Linked DNA regions of Macaca mulatta: region 2 is linked to region 1. Evidence: chromatin contacts called from public Hi-C data. All regions are on one chromosome and are shown on one strand. Each heading gives the region's core, a stretch centred on a gene start, on an enhancer-like site or on the middle of the called end of the contact. The rest is flanking DNA. Distances are from core to core; before and after follow the strand shown.

Region 1 (5,827 bases), core at 1,980-4,479:
TTCCTTCCTTCCTTCCTTCCTTCCTTCCTTCTTTCCTTCCTTCCTTCCTTCCTTCTTTCCTTCCTTCCTTCCTTCCTTCCTTCCTTCCTTCCTTCCTTCCTTCCTTCCTTCCTTCCTTCCTTCCTTCCTTTCTCTCATTAGATTGGAATTGCGTGCGCAATCGTGTTTTTATGTGTTTTCAGGAGAAAGAATGATCCATTAACTTTGAAAAATCTTCTTGGGTTGTTCAGAATTATTGAAACATGTTACGGTGTTTTCGAGGACTCACTGACCAGAGTGGAAAGGCAACAGACGAGTCACGCTTTCAGACAGGGGATTTTTAAGATGCTGTGTTTGTAGGGGCGAAAAAAAAGGGAATATCTTACGAAGTTCTCCCTCATTCCAATAACAAAACCTGTCACATCTTCACTTCTTACTAGAAAAGATAGTGTCCTCATTTCCTCATGTGAACAGCTCTGAAGTGATTACTGAATGTCTCTGTGAGAAATCAGGATGGGAGAGGAAAGCTCATCACATACAGAGATTATTTTTAAGCCTGCCTTCATGTAATTTAACCTTAGAAACACTTTTATTATCCTCATTCTCAACCCCAGTTTTTTTTTTTTTTTAATTGGAGGGCCATGCCTTATACAGGAGAAAACCTTCTTTTAAAAAAGATTTAAACCCACAGTACCAGTTGTTTGTTGTTGTTGTTATCATGATTATGATGGTTATTATGTCGTCCCCTCCTTTTTGCACTGGATCTGATGAGAGAACTTTTTTAAGAGTGTGAAATGAAGGACACAAAGACATATATCAATGAAAAGAAGAAAGTGGCCCTTTTAATGAGAACTAAAGAAAACCCAAATGTAGATGAAGTGTACCGTAAAAGCTGCTTCAAAGTCCATCTTAATTCCCTTGGGCTCAGTCATCACGAACGTGTGATAATTGGGAGTTCTGCACGGAGGTAAGGCTGCCATGGGGTGGGGAGTCTCGCAGATGTACCTCCCTGCCCTGTAATTCCAAATACATTTCAACCAATAACTTGGAGATATTACAGAACCCAGATTTGGCTACTCCACCTTCAAAGGCTACCTGCCCATTAAAGACATTTTGTTTTCTTCCAGAGAGACGGTGCTCACTAGGGGAGTCTCATTCTGTGTCCCACCCCACCTCACCCCCCAGCAGGCTGGTATAGGCTGGACCATATTCTAAGGTTTTGATCATTATTTTGTGATCAACTCTGTTTAATTTTCTATTTATTTTCGGACCTGAGCCTTTCTGGATCACAGAAGTCCCCACAAGTAACACAGCAATAAATCTGAACAAAAATAAGACAGATTTCCTCATCGATGTGTAATAAAGTTAAAGGACATTGTTTTGTCAGACAAGCGCTAAGTAGAAAATAAATCTCAGAGTCTGGGGAAACAAAACGGAGCGCTGCTGGCATGTGTGTAAATTTACTTTTAAAAGCAATAAATCAATGTTAAATTAAACAGCTGGGTACCCTGTCTAGGAGAAGGTTCCGTGTTTAAGAAGACCTTGATGGGAGAAATGTACTATTTAACAAGACACACACACACACACACACACACACACACACACACACACACACACAAAGTTAAATTTTTATTGACATCCGGAGGCAAGACTGCCCTGGGAACTTTTCCTCTGAACTTCGGAGAGGGAGAGGGAAATAAGAGAGAGCATGAATTGGGTCTACTGTCCATCCTCAGATCTTTACACATATTTTCAGGCATAAGGAGACAAGGAGGTTTAGTAGAAATGTTTTAGATGTGTTCTAAATTGTTGGTTAAACTATGAAGTCTCTCTTTATTGGCTTAGATTTGTTGGGTGGGTAGTGATTTTTCTGAGTTTTTTTTTCCTGTAAGTACTATGACCTGTGAGCGTGTTGAGCATATTCTTATCTCATGCTTCCTTTATTCTTAATGTGGTTGTTTTGCACAGCAAATAGCACAGTAGAAAAATCAAGAGGACTGTTATTTCATATCTATTGTGCTTATGTTCATTGAGGAGCAATGAACATAATCTCAGCAAACCTGAGATTGGAATAGCATTTGATATTCAACAGGAATATTTTAATATTTCATTTTCTAATTTGTTTTTGTTTTTGTCGTTATTTTACAAAGCTTCACTTCATTGGGAGAAAATTGTGTGTGGGGTGGTGGAGATGAGGAACAATAGAAAAGCCTAGCTCTGGCTCTGTATTCTAAGAACAATGTGAATCAATGAGCTATTATAGAGGCAATATTCAATAGCAGGAAATTAAGAGTAGTTTAAGACTAGCATGTATATACGCGGATTCTTTTCCAGCCTTAAACTGAAATTCCAGAAAGACTCTTTAGAAAGCACACATATTATTGAGATGAACTCTCCCAGTCTTATCAATTCAGACCGGCTGGTTTAAAAGAAAAATATGGGGTTCCTGACTCTACAGAAATCAGCAGATTATTCTTTACTTTCTTCACATTGAAATCCCAGAAGCTTTATTTGGTAGTTACATTGTTAGCCCAGTTCCAAAGGATATTCATATAATTAGGTAATATTATTCAAACTTTAAAATTATTCTTAAAAAGTGCTTTAACCCCACCCCCTTCAAGCTACACACTAACAGGGGTATTGGCAGCTTTCTAGCTACCTTTGACTTTTCTTCAGCCAAAGGAAATATCAAAGACCCAGTTGCCTGGAGAAGAATAAAGTTATAGCATTTATATTTAGGAGGCAGCATTCCATTTCCATGACCATCAGTGGCTTGTTAAGTAAATCTGTGTCTTATGCCACTCGGAGAGAGCTCAGATCGCCTGTCAGGAGGCATCTGGGCAGCCTTGTAAACTCAGAATGACTTCTCAAATCGTGCTATGTTTTCCCAGCGATGCGCTTTCCTCTGCGCTGAAGCCCTGGGAATCATTTCAGCCCAAGGTGAGCCTTTCAGGCACTGCTCTTTGTCCCCATTTGGATAAGAAGGTGCAAAACTAGTTAGACACTGGGCTGGCTTTGGGGAGGTGGTAGGAGGGTATGGAGAGGCGGCCTGTTCTAATTAAAGACAATAAGCAATCCTGCGAGGAGCTGTCCTTTAGCCTTGGCTGGAGGCAGAATGGTTTGTCTCACCTCAGTCGTTAAATTCGGTGAGGCGAAGAGCAGAAACTTGCAGGTAGCTCTGGGCTCAGGTGAGACTGGGCAGACGGTTAAATCACAGCAAGTGATCTCGAAGTCCCCCTTTACCTCGCCATCCTCTCTCCCTCTGTGCTCGACTCGGGCGTACTTTGATTCTAACTTTGCTTGCTAGATGGCGCTCGGTGTCTCAGGACTTTCTGTTTCAGAATTAAAGCGGCTTTTTAGCACCGTTGTTCTGAACTATTTGTGGGCATTTGATTAGTACAGTGCTGGTAATGTTATTATTGCCCTTGTTTTCTTCACACTTGTTCTCTTTTTGATTAAGGTATCGTCCAGGTGGGAGCTGCCAGTCTTAATCCATATAATAATTGAAATTCAGGGAAACTCTGCATCTAAATTTAGGGCACATTTGTGGTTTAATTACCTGTTCTGGTGCACTTAAAAAGGCACCTTAGTAACTTTCCTCCAAGAGTCTGATTGAGGTTTCAAGAGGACAACTCAGCAGGTCCAGATGGTGATTTACAATCTTTGAAGTTTCCCACTAGAGTCCACCACCCTCTCCCACCACTACTCCCCATTCTCACTCAAAGATGAATCAGGCTGATTTGGAGAACTTATTACTTTCATTTGTCATTATGAGATAGCATTAATTGATTGAAAAAGTATTATGATTATAGCCCAAGTACTAAAAATTTATGTCTACAAAGAGATACATTTTAATCTTAGTAATGAAAGTCACTACCTAGCTTGTTTCACAAGAAGGATGACTTGTGGATTCTAATGTATATTTATTTCAATCACTAAATGATTCTTCTCAGATATTCAAAACACTTTTGGGGAGATTCCTTTGTGTTGAAGCATGAAGAGAGAAAATCAGTAGTTCTAAGTTTCTGGTGGAAAAAATTAAGATAAGCCAAAAAGACCTGAATATTGTTTTGTCGAATGAAGATGTCATTTTCACAGCACCCACTGTTCTCATACCATTGTCTGTTTTTTAAAGAAAGGATTGCAGGTGAGGAAAGGCAACGGTTGCAAATTAAAGAAAAATATCTCTTTATAACTTTAAACACTTGGACATGGGAGAGTTTAACTTGTTACTTGCTTTTAGGATTTGGAAACTAATTGTAAGAAATGTTCTACCTTTGGGGGAAATTAACAACATACAGAGCTGGGTGGTTTGGAAACCTTTTGTCAAACCTTGGCTGCTTTGGTGAAGAACCCCGCAAAGTCTCTCTCTAGGTGTTAGGCTGAAACTAGCAGGCGCTGAAAACCTAAAGCAGAAAATTTACAACTTGATCAGCCCCAGCCACACACCAAAAAACCTGCTACTGGTGCAAACATATGTTCCAGATTAAGTTAAGCAAATGGCTCTCATTTTTTCAGGTTGAAAGTTGATCATGGAAATTCAAATTTGAGTGCATTGTGCTTCTAATAGATCACTAGATCGTCAAACGCTTACAAATCCTCCCCAACCATTTATTCAATAAATTTCATGTATTTTATTACCTTCTTGAGATCCTAGCTTAGAATCTCATGCAAATTGACTCTAGTCGGGTATTATTTTCCAGGAACACATGTAGTTTTAAAAGTTGGCTAGGTTGAAAACTGGCTGTATTCTTCCTTCTAATGTTACACTGCTAAATAGCTGAAGTGTAACTCAGTTGTTTTAATGCTTTCTCTGTTTCCTCGTATACCTACTAACTTTTAAAAACAGAAATTAAACTGCAGGATTTATTTTAAAGTTTCATTTGCTGGAGAAGTGAGTGATTTTTTTCACAGCATGAGGCAAAATAAAGGAGTGTTACCAAAGCCTTTAATTATGTCAGGAAAGACTGAAATCATGGTATTTCTTTTAATGGGGGTAACTATCTTTTGCAACCTCTCTGTGGTCATCCAGCCACCTCCCAATTAAATTATTTGAAGACCAGCGTGGCTACTAAAATGCCTGGTAAAGAAGTTTAGAATTAACTCCCCACTTTCCAAGGTAACTCTCTTGCAAGTTGCAGAGGATGGAGCCAGGCATCAGACACCTGGGGTCCCTTCTTTCTTAATCGCGGGAGTTTGAAGTCATCCCCCTTTACCTCTTCGCATTCGAATGATCATCCTGCAGATTTTAACCGATATTGTCATGTTGAAGTTTGGTAGTTATTGTTTACATCTCTCCCTTCCCCAAGGGGTCTTGGGAAACGTTTAAGAGATTATTGATTTCCAAGAAACCAAATAAAGAAGCTGTTCTTTTATAACATATGAAATACACACTTTTCTTTAACTAAATAGGCAGTGTATATTTGACATTGACAAATGGGCAAGAGATAAGGAAACTTATTTTAAAAGACTTTGAAGGGGAAAAAATGGATTCAACAGCAGCAATCCTATGGAATAGTAGGGTTGGAATTAAAACAAACGCTTGGATAATAAGGAAAAAAATAGTCATCTATGCTGTAAAATGGTTTAAAGTTTCACTGAACACACACAGATGGCGAGCAAACATCACTGAAGATGCTCCTCTCAGGGGGACCTGATCAGTATCCTCAATGTTCTGATTTATTATAAAGAAAATGAGTTTCCCATGCTTCTTTTCTTCACATTTTTCTCTGGCAAAAGTGGTTCTGAAATTTCTACTCAGGTCTGGGAGTTTCTGACGTACTTACAATAATCCAGAAAAGTCATTCTGAAACTGGATTAGGAGTATACTTTTTTTAAAAAAAGTAAG
Region 2 (6,126 bases), core at 451-2,950, 200 kb after region 1:
GACTCTTAGGAAGCTGTCTCTAAGACCCTTTCTGTCAGTTTCCATTTTTTCTATAGACATACTACAGCCTTCACATTAAGACTGCTTCTCTGGCTTGAGGTAATAAACGATTACCTATAGCACAGTGGTATGATGTTCATGTTATTCTTTGCTGTACTACACCTAGCCAATGTCTCAAAAATTAATGCAAGTATATCAGGATCTGAAATTAGCTTTTTATAGCCAAAAGCAACATCCTGCTAGGAGGAGAAAAACCTATTATAAATGGGCTGGCATCTGATTGCTTGTATATGGTTAGTACCAGGAAACTAACATTTCAAATTATAAAGTGTTGAATATAACAAAAGCTGCCCCATATTGATTAATCATTGTTTTGTTTACGAACTGATAAGGTCTAACTAGGTAGTATCTATTATTAGTAAGTGACAGATCTATTATTAAAGATCTGAGATGAACCTAAATTGGCTAATGCTTTTATGATGTTATATAGAAATAATTAAAAAAAATAACAGCATGAAAAATAACAGCATTTCTCCCTGAACTGTATATTATCTTGGGAAATATTTTTTTCCATGTAATTATTTAAAACTAGTCACTAAAAATATATTAAAAAGTATATGTTATTCAACAAGCACTATCAAAAAATCACTTTGAAAAATGAGAACAGAAAAAAATCAACCTAGGATAATGCACATATCTATTTCTCTTTGAAAAATTTTAAATAATTTCTAATTAAAGTACCTATTTAGTAGAAATCAATTTAATGTGCTACAAAGCAAAGGTATTTAAAAATTTTATTTAAAACTGCCCACGTGTTTATACTCAGTTATTTTACTGGTGTTCAGACCAAGCTTGACTATACTGGCAATCTTTTTTGTCCCTTTTCAGTCAGGATATAAAACATATGCTATGAAAACTTTAAAATCTGCAAGATTACTTTATTCAAATTACTCATGTTAAAAATCAATACCTTCAGCTAATAAAAATCGGGCATGATTTAACTGCATATTTTCACACACACACACACACACACACACACACACACACACACACACACAGATACAGCTATAACTCTAGAGAAGAAGGATATAAAATTTTACCAGTTCTGGAGTGTTTAATTAATTAGGAGAACGGTGTAAAATAGTTGTCTATATTCCTTAGGCTACTGATTGCTTTCTACATTTGGAAGAAGGGGGGCAAGAAGGGAGAGGAGGGAGAGAGTTTTATTTTAAAAGCACATATTAAAACAAAAATGTTATTAATGTCCTTAGAGATTACAGGTGGTGCTACAGATTGAAACATGAATATTTAGGCTTAGGATGGACACTAAGATTCTAAAAAATAGAGCAAATCTTTATATTTTAAAAAGAGTTAGGAATGGTAGCGCATCAATTTTTCTCTATTTCATTTATAAGTGATCAGCTGAAATAGAGAATGAAATGCAATCTTTAATGTAGTTTTAAAAGACTTTAAGTTACTTTTGAACTAGGAACATGTGAAAAATTACAAATAGTAATTTTTATAAGTAAAAAGGTACAAATTATTGCTATTTGTGCTCTTCATTCTTAATCCTTTGCTTATCTTTCTTTTGACCTTTATCCAAATGAATCACACTAACTCTTGAATGCTTTCTCTCACTTGATTTCTAAAGCTGTTCATCACACTTGCTGGCTAGAAGCACAGCTGGCAAGGGATCTAAGCCTCATCACTGGGCAAACTTGCCCTTCTGGTTTTGCCAAGAATGACATTTCCAATGGAAGAAAAAGTTACTGTATGGGACACTGGATACTCTATTTATTTGTGAGAACCAATAGCTCCAACCCCCTTTGTTAGCACTACATATAGGCATTAGAAATAAAACCAAAATAACAAAGGATCAAACAGCCTAGAGTTCTCTAAATTCAATTGTTAATTAAAGTGAGAGTACAGAAATCAGCTGAGTATTTTTACTCATTTCCTGAAGAAAGATGCAACCAAGGATAAGCAGTGCCCCCTAGTGTCAATAACCACAGACAATAAAAGCTAGAGAAAAGTTGCTAATGTTAGCTGAACTAAATTATTAAAAATGTATTGTATGTAATACATGATAAATACATCATTATTCAAATTTTACACTTTACATGTATATAAAAGCACACCCACATCATTTATTTAATACTGACTTGCTCAGGAATGTGCGCATGTGAGGGCACATGCACACACACTGTACACAGACTGACATGGCCAAGATGTCTTTAATGTTCCAGGCAGCTCAGAAAAAAAATTCCACCCAGCACAGCAGGCCATGCATGAAGCGGGTGTCAGCAAGCCCCGCAGAATCACTCACTGTGAAGACATCTAATAGGAACTGCTGAATACACAATACAGGCAGCATGGCCTGAATGGCTAAAGTGGAATGGCCAGACCGAAGTCTGAAGGTTTTCAAATCCACCCAAAATTGTAATTAAACCGGTAAAGAATTTTTAGACATTTTCTCTTTTTATTGTTATTAGGAGATTAGTATATTTAGCCTGTACTAGAGACTGATTTTGAAAATGCTATAACTTTTACTAGGCATATTCTGAATACTGAATCCTAAATCTTAAGTACAAATAAATAAAATATACATCCTCTCTTTGGAAAAAAATGCAACACAAAATTCAAATATTAAAAAACATTAAATATATTTTATAAAATTGAAGTCAAGATATATTTTCTGTGATAAATCTTATAAGAAAATTCAAAAGTTATTTTTAAAAGACAAATTAGGTATCTACAGAGTGATATATGTGCCAAACAGGTAAAGTCGGCTTCTCATTTTGTGAAATACTAAATCATTTATTAACAGCAATTTTTGTCATAGATGACACATAAATGGGGCCAAAAAAGAAATTACAATGAAAAAGAAAACATCCATACAAATAAAAATGATAAACAGGAAAAACCAAAAAGCCAGGAGGACTGGGTACATATGTATCAAAGAAGCTTCTAATAAAAAGCAAATTAATAAGATAAACAATTGCTTAATTTTATTTACATAAAAAGTACAAGGCAAGAAAAGTTTAAGGCTATTTAAAACATGTATTTATACAGAAGTCCATTTGTGAATTACTTTTTCACATAAACCAATAATGCATATAGGACTAGTTTTGCATTTTAAAAAGCACAAGACATAATTATGCTTTTATAAAAAGATTCCTATGTGCATTTAAGTTGCTTCATCTTTAAAAGGATGAAGATGCAAATGCAATAGTTTAGCAGGCATAAACAGAATTCCAGAATGATATTTAGCAGTAGACAGGTATTTTGGCCATTTACAATAACTTCTGGTTAAAACAGAAGCTGAAACTTCAACTATTCAAATTTAGAAAAAGTTCTGAAATGCTTACTATTGAGTTTTTAAAGAAGCAAAACGTTGGCAAGACTACTAAAATCTTTAAGAACTAAAGAACAACAGCAACAACAGAAATCCCCTTCTTTCTTATAACAGTATTTCGCTAACATCCAGAAGGAAATAAAATGTAGATGGACATATTTACATTCATGCTAACTGTATGGACACACATTTTGTTGCATTAACAATTATGAGTTACTTCTTACAAAACTCTCCAATGGAAATGGAGTATTATCCCACATGAGTAATAACAGGTACCTGCTTAGATAGGTGATAGTGAAAAGCCAAATTTGTGTGCCTATGCACGAGGAATGAGGACTTGTTTTTTCCTTGGTGGAACATTTGCAGTTTAGCATGCTATTGCAGTTGGTACTAACCATCAAGTAATTTTCTGCAGCTCTTCAACGAACAAAAACATTATACATATAAAGTTGTTATGTTCTTTCATGTCTTTTACAAATTTTTGTTTTCATGGATACTACAGTTTTCATCTTTAATTCAACAATAGACTACTTGGTGGTTATTTGTTACTAATATAGGCATAAAGTGATGTGAGATTTCTAAACCCACCCTAGAACTCTCCTACATCAAATTCCCTCCCCTCCCTCACCCACCCCCACTACCCAAAAAGAGGGATAATCTCTAAAGGCTAAGATGTAAGATGAGAACACATGAACATACAGAGGCGAACAACACACACTGGGGCCGATTGCGGGGGTGGAGGGTGGGAGGAGGGAGAGGATCAGGAAAAATAACTAATGGGTACTAGGCTTAAGACCTGGTGATGAAATAATCTGTATAACAAACCCTCAAACACAAGTTTACCTACATAAAAAACCTGCATATGTATTCCTGAACTTAAAAGTTAAAAAAAAAAGAGAAAAGCTTCCATTTTTGGAGGTAAGAAGTTTTTAGACTTAACCTAAAACATTTCTATATGTGTTGATTTGGGGATGTATGAATAAACGTCCCTCGTCAGGTTTTTCTTTTTGTAGAAAACGGAAGAGGTAAGCAGGTCCTTGCCTGTTGCATGAAAGAGATACTGGGTTAGGATTATGAAGACAGTGGAGCTAGGTTCGTACACAGCAGGACAGAAATAGTGATTCAGGGCTGTTATTATTCCTATAAGGTCAAAAGAAATGGAAAAGGTTTGTAATCCATGTACTCTATCATCAGCATTAACATACCCATAAATACACTTGATTCCTTTCTAGAACATCTCAAAGAGTTTGGAAATATATGTACACAGACACCATACAAAGATAAATTTTAAAATGTGAGCTTTTAGCTTTAACTTTCTAAAGCCTACATTAAAGTGTTCAAATACAAATTTTATTTTGCGTGTGTGTTCTAAACAGACACAAATGACAGGATTCTCATAAAATGCTTCAAGGCAGAAAAAGAATATAAAAGATAAACAACTTCAAAGAAAGGTATTTCCTTAACATATGTATATTCATCTGAGTATCTCCAATAAGTAAACATCTCTTCATGCATATCATATCTGTAAGGATTATTCACTAAGAGTTTCCATATACTTAAGCAATCATACATACATACCAAATAATTGAACATAATGCATTTTTAATCAACTCTTATTATACCAAAAAAATTTTCATCAAGATGATAAAACTGTATTATACTTTCAATAATAATTCAATATCATTAAAAGTTATAAAGAAGAAATACAGCATAAAGGAAATATTAGTCTTCTGATATAATTTCTTTAGCTACTGATTTCAATTATCATTAAGAGCTGCTCATATTTACCAGTGGGAGTTAATGCTTGCTTATTAACCAATATATATTGTTCATTTATATTATCTTGGGGCAGGGACTGAGGAACAGTATGAGACAGGTAGTAGATTTTTTTTATTCAGAAATTATATACTTTTTAATATATCTGTTTTATTCCTCAGAAAAGAAACACTTTTGCCTAAAACAAAGTATATCTTTAGTAATTTTTTATGTTTAATTTTTTGATTATTTTGAAAAATTTGTACATATACTGCAAGTTAAAAATCAAAGTTACATAAAACTTAAGTTTTAAGTAACCAGAGATATATAATAATATCACACAGAGTGGCAAAAAAATTACAAGCATGTCCTAGGTGGTGAGACATCAAATTTTATTTCAGTAGTCAAACAGAAAAAATACATCTTTAGATATTTTATGAGGGGACGCATTTTAATATATAATTGATTAATAATTTTCACTACAAAGTTACCATGGTGTTATTAGAAATTATCAGTTTCAAATACGTTACAATAGAAACATGGTAACTTCTAGAAATCACCAATCTAAATATATGATGCATTGTTAAAGGGAAATAATGAGAACAAGTTTGAAATCACTGCATCCTTTCTTCTACGATTTAAAAATTACTATTCTTATATTTGAAAATCCATTAGCTTGAAAGCTTTTTGGCAATTCCTTGCTGCTTCATTATATATGGGAAAAAGCAATGGATTTCACTGAATAAGTTTTTACCAGCTATTTTACCATATTCATGTTTCCTAGTACCTCACAGCAAAACCCCCCCGTTTCCCCAGAAAGATTTAGAGTGTAAGCACGGTGAACATATTTCAGACTCAGATCACCATTCCCTTGCACAGAAGAGTCTGGAGTGCAAGGTTGAGTATGACCTAAGCAGTAATAAAACAGCAGGCATCATACAGCATCCTTCCTGATAATTACACAGAGGCCACAATCCTTTTTCTCCCCCCAACTACTGGATTACATTTCTCCAATT

What was found. A called contact is a pair of places that touch in the nucleus more often than the background predicts.
Region 2: a contact with region 1 is called in a Hi-C map of fetal cortex germinal zone, with 4 times the contacts expected there. The contact joins two enhancer-like sites. A contact is called at or near these places in 5 of 14 Hi-C or Micro-C datasets (cortical neurons, fetal cortex germinal zone, fetal cortical plate and 2 more).

What each region holds. Positions count from the first base shown.
Region 1 is chr6:99,980,697-99,986,523 of T2T-MMU8v2.0, forward strand. No RefSeq gene overlaps it. Among named protein-coding and RNA genes, the nearest start is that of NR2F1, 25 kb to the left of the region's middle. Within about 2 kb of position 3,230, at least 14 of the 40 cell types and tissues checked have an H3K27ac peak or open chromatin away from gene starts, as enhancers often do. A contact at or near this core is called in fetal cortex germinal zone, where this site is marked.
Region 2 is chr6:100,178,086-100,184,211 of T2T-MMU8v2.0, forward strand. All of the region lies in intron 8 of ARB2A (ARB2 cotranscriptional regulator A), which reads right to left. Among named protein-coding and RNA genes, the nearest start is that of POU5F2, 55 kb to the left of the region's middle. Within about 2 kb of position 1,701, at least 3 of the 40 cell types and tissues checked have an H3K27ac peak or open chromatin away from gene starts, as enhancers often do. A contact at or near this core is called in fetal cortex germinal zone, where this site is marked.